Linked DNA regions of Macaca mulatta: regions 1 and 3 are each linked to region 2. Evidence: chromatin contacts called from public Hi-C data. All regions are on one chromosome and are shown on one strand. The core of a region is the stretch at or near the end of the contact, and the rest is flanking DNA. Distances in the headings are between cores, read along the strand shown. Region 1 holds the start of SRSF12 (serine and arginine rich splicing factor 12). Region 2 holds the start of PNRC1 (proline rich nuclear receptor coactivator 1). Region 3 holds the start of PM20D2 (peptidase M20 domain containing 2).

The links. Hi-C and Micro-C count contacts between places; a contact is called where the count stands out from the background.
Region 1: a contact with region 2 is called in a Hi-C map of fetal cortex germinal zone, with 1.7 times the contacts expected there. The contact joins the promoter of SRSF12 here to the promoter of PNRC1 in region 2. A contact is called at or near these places in 2 of 14 Hi-C or Micro-C datasets (blood and fetal cortex germinal zone).
Region 3: a Hi-C map of cortical neurons shows a contact between it and region 2, with 4 times the contacts expected there. The contact joins the promoter of PM20D2 here to the promoter of PNRC1 in region 2. A contact is called at or near these places in 3 of 14 Hi-C or Micro-C datasets (blood, cortical neurons and fetal cortex germinal zone).

What each region holds. Positions count from the first base shown.
Region 1 is chr4:96,868,575-96,871,274 of T2T-MMU8v2.0, forward strand. It overlaps SRSF12 (serine and arginine rich splicing factor 12), which reads left to right and starts at 1,447. Exons shown (of 5, transcript NM_001195585.2): 1 at 1,447-1,511. The coding sequence starts at 1,447.
Region 2 is chr4:96,906,082-96,908,781 of T2T-MMU8v2.0, forward strand. PNRC1 (proline rich nuclear receptor coactivator 1) reads right to left here and starts at 1,438. Exons shown (of 2, transcript NM_001266366.1): 1 at 853-1,438. The coding sequence starts at 1,395.
Region 3 is chr4:96,850,517-96,853,216 of T2T-MMU8v2.0, forward strand. It overlaps PM20D2 (peptidase M20 domain containing 2), which reads right to left and starts at 1,394. Exons shown (of 7, transcript XM_001095121.5): 1 at 853-1,394. The coding sequence starts at 1,317.

The DNA of each region.
Region 1 (2,700 bases), core at 197-2,696, 37 kb before region 2:
ATCATCCCACAATGCCCGCTCTCAGCAGCATATAGTTCTTTTCATAGCCCTGTATCATAGTCTGTATCTTTACCAGTGTGACTGTTAGATTCTGCCTCCTTACCAAATTCTAAGCTCCAGGGGAATAGGCACGATGCCAGTCTAGCCCTGTGCCTGCAGTGCCAAAGCAATCCCTTCTGAATGAAAGAATAGCCACCGTTCCAGTACAGCTGCAGACTGAGGAACCTCCACAGCCTCTGGGAGGGCTGTGAGCTAGAAGGGTGACCGTGACATGTATTCTTCAAAGCCTACCACTTCAGAGAGCGAAAAGGGGTACTCTTCACACTCAGGAGTTGCCTGGTTACAGTGCCAGCGCTGAGTAACAGGCTGTGCCTGCAGGCCACAGGAGCAAAGCGAACACAAGAGTCTAACTAGAAGGGAATGGGCTACAACATTTTGGGGGAATGGGGAGAGGGTAATTTAAATTTTGCTTAATTGTCCCCGCATTTTAACTGCTGTCTCCTACATCATGTATTCATTTGTACATTCGTTTGTCCCCCTCTCTAGAAAGTAAGCTCTGAGGGCGGGGCTTGGCCTGTTTGTTCATTGCTATATCCCACGCTAAGTGCCTGGTACATAGTAGACGCTCAATAAACATTTGAATGAATGTACTCACAGCTGAGTGTTATGTCCCAAGTGAATAAAGGATGAAGAATCATGTAATACTTAAAAATCCAACAGTCCAGGCGCGGTGGCTCACACCTGTAATCCCAGCACTTTGGGAGGCCAAGGCACGAGAGGCTTGAGCCCAGGAGTTCGAGACCACCTAGGCAACACAGCGAGACCCCGTCTCTATTAAAAAACAAATCCGAACAAAACCGAGACCTCACAGTTGGAAAGCTGAAAGCTCAAGACCAAAGGGGCAGGAGGCCTACCAACTGCCAAGGTCCTGGGCTGAGGACGATGCGCTGAGAGCCCAGGGGGTTGGGCGGGGGCGCGGTTGAACGCGGCTCTTACCGCCCCCACCTCCGCCCAGCCGCAGCCCCGCCACCACCTCTGGGTCCTCTAACCCCCGACGTCCCCGCCGCGGCCCCAAGCCCCCTCTGGCTTCCGCCCTCCTGACATACACTAGCCCCCGCCGCCCCCTCCCCAAATCCCGTCGCACTCCAGGACCCTCCATACCTGGATCCCACAGGGCCTCGGAACGGCCACGCTCCTGTCTTCGGGATTCCCGCGGTCCCCGGGCCGCGCCGGCCCCGCCCCCGCCCCCGGCCCGTGCGTCCAGGCTGGCGCCGCGCTGCGCCCCCCCTGCGCCGGCCTCTGCGGCTGCGCGCTGGCGGGGCTGAGGCCGAGGGGTGGGGGTCGCGCCGGGGGCCGGCGGAGCTCCTGTGGCGGCAGCGGCGGTAGCGGGAGACTGAGCGAGACTAGCGGCCGCTGGCACACCCGGAGGGAACAGAGGAAGCGGTCATGTCTCGCTACACGAGGCCCCCCAACACCTCCCTGTTCATCAGGAACGTCGCGGATGCCACCAGGTGAACGGCCGCGGCTGCAGGTTGGGGGCTCGGAGGAGGGGCGAGGTAACGGCCGCGCCGCGGAGCCCGGCCGAGGCCCGGCGGGGCTGCGCGGAGCCTCCCCGCGGGCCTAGGCTGCGCTGCCGGCGGAGGCGCCTCCCCGGGGGAGGTGTGAGCCCGCGGACTATTCCGCGGCCTGGGCGGGACTCGCGCCTCCGCCCTCTCGGCCAGCTTTCAGCCCCGGCGCCGCGCACATCGCTTGCCGGGCCCGCGCCGCTTTCCGCGCCTCAGCGCCGCAGCCGGCGGGCCGTGGGGCACGGGGCGCTCCTCTCCGGAGCCCAGATCTCTCCCCGCCTCGAGTCGGGAGGGTTTGCGCTCCAGCGAGTGCCCGCGTTTCAGCCCCTTTGTCGCCGTGCCCTGATAAAACCGCGCTTCCAACCCTCCTAGATGAAGAGGAATTGGAGCTGGTGAGAACGTACTGTACCATAATGCGTACTCGGGCCTTACAGTTTCTTTCCCCCGGTTGTGGTCTACTTACGGTGCTGCTTGCATTTTATTCACACAATTTTATTCTGCACACAAAAAATAACTTCAATGAATGAGATCGGTGCGTTTTTCTTTTAAAGTTCTGAGTCTAGTATTAACACCCTTTTTAATGGCTTGAGGGTAGACTCACCTGGTTGATCCTGATGCCCTACCCCTCTTTTGAGAATTCTGTCTACAGAGTGTCTGAACACATATTAAGGAATGACTTCTTCATATAGCACTTCCTTCCTTAATGGAGCTGGAGAAATTGGGGGCAGGGGAGAGGGAACTGTGTTAATAGACATTTTCATTTCACTGGGCTTACTTCATTTACTTCCCCCAACCTTTATACCTATGCAGTACTGTTTTATTGTATATAAGGGAGAGCGGAAGCTAAGCGTTGTAGTGATTTACCTGGGACTGATTAGACAGGTACAGATATATGGAGCTCTTGACTCCATACTCATCTGCGATAAGTATTATAATTTACCTTTGAGAAGTAAATAAATGTTACGTATTTTTTATTTTTTAGTTATTTATTTTATTTTATTTTATTTTATTTTATTTTAGACGAAGTCTCGCTCTTGTCCCCCAGGCTGGAGTGCAATGGCCCGATCTTGGTTCGCTGCAACCTCTGCCTCCTGGGTTCAAGCGATTCTCCTGCCTCAGCCTCCCAAGTAGATGG
Region 2 (2,700 bases), core at 188-2,687:
AACGTTATTTTGACAAGACTTTGAAATCATTTCGTAGACTTAATCCCATTTAAACTTCTATCCATTTTATTCTAATCCAATAGCACTGCAATCAGCAGTCGCTAACTCTTCTGAAAACTTCTTCTGGACACACTAACACGAAGTACACAGTGGCAACGGTAATAAAATCAGTTTTGTGCGGCTCCTGCCAACTCCGAACTTAGAAGAAACCATTAAGTAGGTCAAGCCCGCGGCGGGCAGAGCCCCAGCTGGACTGCGCGTCCCACACGGGGCACCTCATATTTCGGCACAACTCCAAACGAAACCGAGCTGCTCAGAGCCCACTCCACCCCCCACGGCGGGACGTCAGAATCCGTCTCCGCGTTTCACCGATTAGGACTGGGGCTCTCGACAGCCGGGAGGCCGATAGCGGGGCCCCGTCCTTCCCTGGCCGCCCACACCCGGCCTCGCCTCCTTCATGGGCGCCGTAGCGCCGGGCACGTAGCGCGCGCTGACGTCAGCCCTCCCGGGGGCCCCGTCCCTGCCCCCACACCGCCGCGCGCCCGGAACGCCGAAACCCCCTGGAACGCCGCCAGCCTTCTAAATCGGGGCTGTTGCTGGGGCGCAGCGGCGCTTCTCATTGGCCGACTCCTGGGAGCCAATCAGAAGCACCAGCGCATGCCTCCCCTTCCCCCTTCTTCCCCCAAAGCAAGAATGGAGAGGGCGTCACGGAAACTTCCCTCCCGAGTAAACAGCCGCCCCCCCACCCCGCCCCCACCCGTCCGACCCCCCCGGTGCAGGACCTGCAGCCCCAGAGCTCAGCCGCGACCGTCTAAGGGCCCGACTCCCCAAAGGCCCGCTGGCAGCCCTTACTTCTTTCCTGAGCGGGGTTTGGCCGGGAGCCGCGGGCCGCAACGGGGCAAGGTCGGGGCTGGCTCCCTCCGTGCGGGTTGCGGCTGCAGGACTCGGGGCCAAGGCGGCGGCCGGGCCCGGAACCTCCTGCGCTGCTCCGCTCGGGCCGGTCGCCGGGCTCCGGCCGCCCTCCAGACTCGGCCGGTGCTGCTGGTACTGGTGGAAGCGGCTGGGCAGCTGCCCTGCGGGGCTGGCCCGCACCTTCTTCTTTCGCCGCTTCTTCGGCGCTGCCCGAGGGGTGCCTCCCGCCACGGCGAGGCTGCGGTTGGGCAGAGCTGCTGGAGCGCGAGGCTGCGGAGTCAGACACGGGCCATCTCCCCCTAAGAAGTGAGGGAGGAAGAGGGTCGGGGGCAGTGCCCGGGGGTCCGGGATCCGGGGTAAAGGAGGCGGAGCCGTGGTCACCATCGGGAGGGCCCCGAAGTAACCGCGGGAGGAAAAGCCAAGCGGCGCAAGGCGGCCACCCAGGACGAGCGGCTCCCGCTGCGGGACGGAGACGACGGTCATAGCGCTAGGAAGCTTGTCGCTCAGCAACGAGGAGAGAAGGAGGTGAAGCCAGTGAAAATAGGGTGACGGCGATGGATGCTGCTAGGAGAGCCAGAGAAGATCGCGGAACATGACTCGGGCGGTGGCGGCGCAGCAACAAATAGCCACAGCCCCAGCTCCGAGTGTTGTTATCGGAAGCTCCGCCCCGCGCCCGCCCACTTCCCTGCGAAAGCCCAATCAGAGTGCGACAAGGCAGGCCACGCCCCCTCGCTCCGCCTCCGCCGCTTTGGGTAGACACACACAAACAACCAGCTTGCTGCAGCCTGGCACAAAGAGCGCGCACTGCGCAGGCGCTGCCAGGGAGCTCTTTCGGGAAGAGTCGGTCCCGGGAACAATGAAATTGGGTTTCCGCCCCACCCTCCTTACCCTCCCCAGCACGCCCCCGCGCTTCGCCCGGCTAGGGAGTGGTGGGATTGAAAGGTCCCGGCGGAGTTTGTTGATGGGGGTGGGGAAGGGAGGGGGCAGGGGGAGGGCGGCAGGAAGAACGGGGGCGGAGAAGAGGGGGACGACTCTGGCAAGGCCACGGTTGCCGCCTCCGCTGCTGACCTTGGGGAAGTATCCGTTTTATTTTCAGCCCAACATAACAGCGTTATCATTTTAAAATAAAGATTTCTAAGTACGCCGTAAGGATTTCTTCCCTAGCAATCGTGGAGAAAATCAGTCTACATTTAAATTATATCTACTGAAGTGTGGCTCACGATTCTTTCGTTTACTTGGTTCGGCATCGCTGCTTATTAGTCCCGGTGATCAGAGTAAAAATCAAAGCGACTTACTGATTGAATTAGTCCCTCAATGTATAAAAAGTTCTGCGTAAATCCATAAATGGAAGCTGGAGTTTTTACTGACTTCATAGTTGAAGGATTGTGAGACTTTGGGATCGCAACATTGTGCCTGGTTACTTGAGGAGGCGGCAATCCGGCTTGCATCTCAAAGGGAGAAAGTGAAACAGTTCTGCAATATACAGAGTATTTTGTTAGCTGCGTGTAGATAGAAATTTCTCATGATCTCCCCGCACTGCTCAACCACAGAAAAGAATTGTGGCCATAATTTATCAAGCATTTATGTTCCAGGAACTGTTATTTACATAAATTGTCTCACTTTAACCTCACAACAACTCTTATGAATAGGTACTAAGAAAAATAGATCAGACCTCAGCTCTGCGAAGTAGGCAGGCTGTCATTCTATTCATTTCACTACTAATGCCTGGGGCAATTGTTTAAAGGCATTTTGTTCCTGTTTAGCTGCCTACGCATTATCTTTATGTTT
Region 3 (2,700 bases), core at 144-2,643, 56 kb before region 2:
AAAAGAGAAGGCAACTAAAGTGAAAAAGCCACAAAAGATGTAGTGTTAGGATAAAAGAGGAAGGTTACCGACACTGGGGAAAATGAGCTAAAGAGTATGAAAATAAAACATTTCTTTTCCCCTTAACCTGAATGACGACTGAATCTTAGCTCACAGTGTAGAATATACCATCTGGAAAAACAGAGTAACACAGGATTAAACTTGCCCCACGAAAAACATAAACGACATTTCCCCGTTTAAAAAGACGAGATATTTCTTAAAATCATAAGACAAAATAAAAATTAAGACTTAAGGATATATTAAGCATCTATGTATAATGCTCATTCACTTCCCCTCTATTTGTATACTTCTAGGGGTTTGGTGGTTTAGCGACTGAAAATTCCTATCTAAATACCAATGACTTGGATCACAACATTTCCCAGGACTGCCACAAACAAAAGATTTGGAGACGAATAAAAAGGGGCCGTACGATTCCCTACAAAAAGTTATTTCCTTCTGGGATTGATGGCACAACCTTGTCAGCAAATTGCGGTGGCCTCTCAGTTACCAAAAATAACCCGTAATACACACCAGGCTTGGGTGTAAGTTCTTTCCTAAGGGAACAACTCAGCAGAGCTGTTTACAACGAGAGAGGAGGAAACAATAATCTGCAAGATGTTGCTAGGTCAGCAACGCGAACCGACTTTGACTGGCGGTTCAGCTCTGCTCCTGCGCAGAGGCGAGGCCCTTAGGTTTACCGCGGTCCCGCACACACCTGTCACGGGCGGAAGGGCACCGAGACGCGCGGGACGCACCAGGGTCCCGCCCTTCCCGGGCAGTCGGATGGGGTCCCGCACCCGGGCCCCACCTCACCTTCACGGGCGGAGGCGGCCTGGGGAGGCCCTCCAGGGCCCCCCTCACGCCCAGCGCGGCCGCCGCCCCGACCTCGGCGATGAGGTTGTGGCCGCAGGCGTGGCCGATGCCAGGCAGCGCGTCGTACTCGCAGAGGAAGCCCAGGTGCAGCGGGCGTGGCGCGGCGCTCGGCGCCCGGGCCTCCGGCGGCTCCCACTCGGCGCGGAAGGCCGTGGGCAGCTGGTAATGCGGCTGCACTGCCCAGGAGGCGGCTGGCGGCTCCCGCTCGAAGAAGTGCGTCAGCACGCGGTGGGCATGGTGCTCCTCGTAGGCCAGCTCGGGCTGGCTCCAGATCGCGCGACTCAGGGCCCCCAGCCGCTCGGCCGCCTTGTCGATGCACTCCGCCGCGCGCAGCTTCAGTAGCTCCAGCTCGGAGCTGCCATCGTATGCGCCCCCTTCCACGGACCGCTCCACTCCTGGCCTCATGCTGCTCGAGCCAGCTGCTCTCGGTGCCCTCTCGCTCCCTCGCTCGGCTGCAGGTAGCAACCGCCCGCGCACGCGCCCAGCGGCCTCCAAGACCCCGGCGGAGCACGCCCGCCCGCCGCCCACCACACAGCTCCCGAGGCGCCGCCTCCAGTCCCGGGGCCGCCCCCGGCGCCCCGCGGGAAACGCTGGCGGCCGCTGGCACCCTGCCAGGCGCTCTGCCCCGCTGTGGGGTTTTTGGGGGGGCTGTGGAGAAGGCGGGGCTCGGGACTCTACCACCTCCTTGGCTGCTCTGGCCTTCTGAGTTATGCTCTAAGATTATCGCTTACTTTTCCGTTGTTGCTTACTTCCCACAGCAGCAGAATGAGAACGGTTTTATTAGTTAATAGCCATCAGAGACAGACCAAGTGGAACATAGTCCTCGGAAAAACGCCACTCTCTAGCATTAGTAATTAAAAACCTCACCAGGTTTGTATTTCCTGAAGGAGGCCATCAGTGTCAATGCTGTACTAAGGACGGTACTATACGTAAGTTTCGGTACTGCCCCCACTTTCTTCTTGAGGTTGTATTACTAAAAGCTGCAGCTACTCTCTACAGTTTTCTCATTAGTTACTGTCTGGAACAGCAGCTAGATTATGCAGTAAGCTCTTGGTATGTATTAGCTATTATATAATAATTTATTTGAATAGAGTAGAACTAAAAATTTGAAATGAGTTAAAACCAAAGAGTTAAAAGATTTATGGTAATAAATATTCATACTGTTTTGTTGATTTGGACAGTTGTCTTGAACAGCTTTGAAAAGGAACATATGACGGGTTTCGTTAATAATTTTAATTGATGCTGAACTCCACTAACATGATATGTTCAGCTGGTGTTACATTATAACTGGGTTTTTTAATTACCCAATGAAAAAATTCAAGATGTGATGCTCTTGTTTTTCTCCAGAGTGAAGCACAAAGTCTGAAAAACTGTTGTTGACGATATGCCTATTAATAACACTGTAGATGTTTATATTCTGAGGTTTCCCACATATTAAAAGCTTCTATCAGCTCTTCATACCCTATCATCTTTCCTTAATTTGTCTCAACTATGTTAAGTGGGACACAATATGTTGTGATAAACCAAATGTATATTTTGAAAATAAGTCTAAAGGAAACTAACATGCAGGAAGACTATCAACTACTGTTTTTACTACTCTATATGCTAATAATACCAGAGTAAATGTCACATTCCATTTGCGTCTGCAAACACTTTCTTTCTCAGTTAACACTCTAACAAAAACTCAGCTCTAAAAACAACAAATGTGTTATTAAATTCCTGGGCCCCCTTGGTGATACTTAATAAATCTTTCTCTGGTATTCTGCTGACGAAAATTTCCCCTGTATC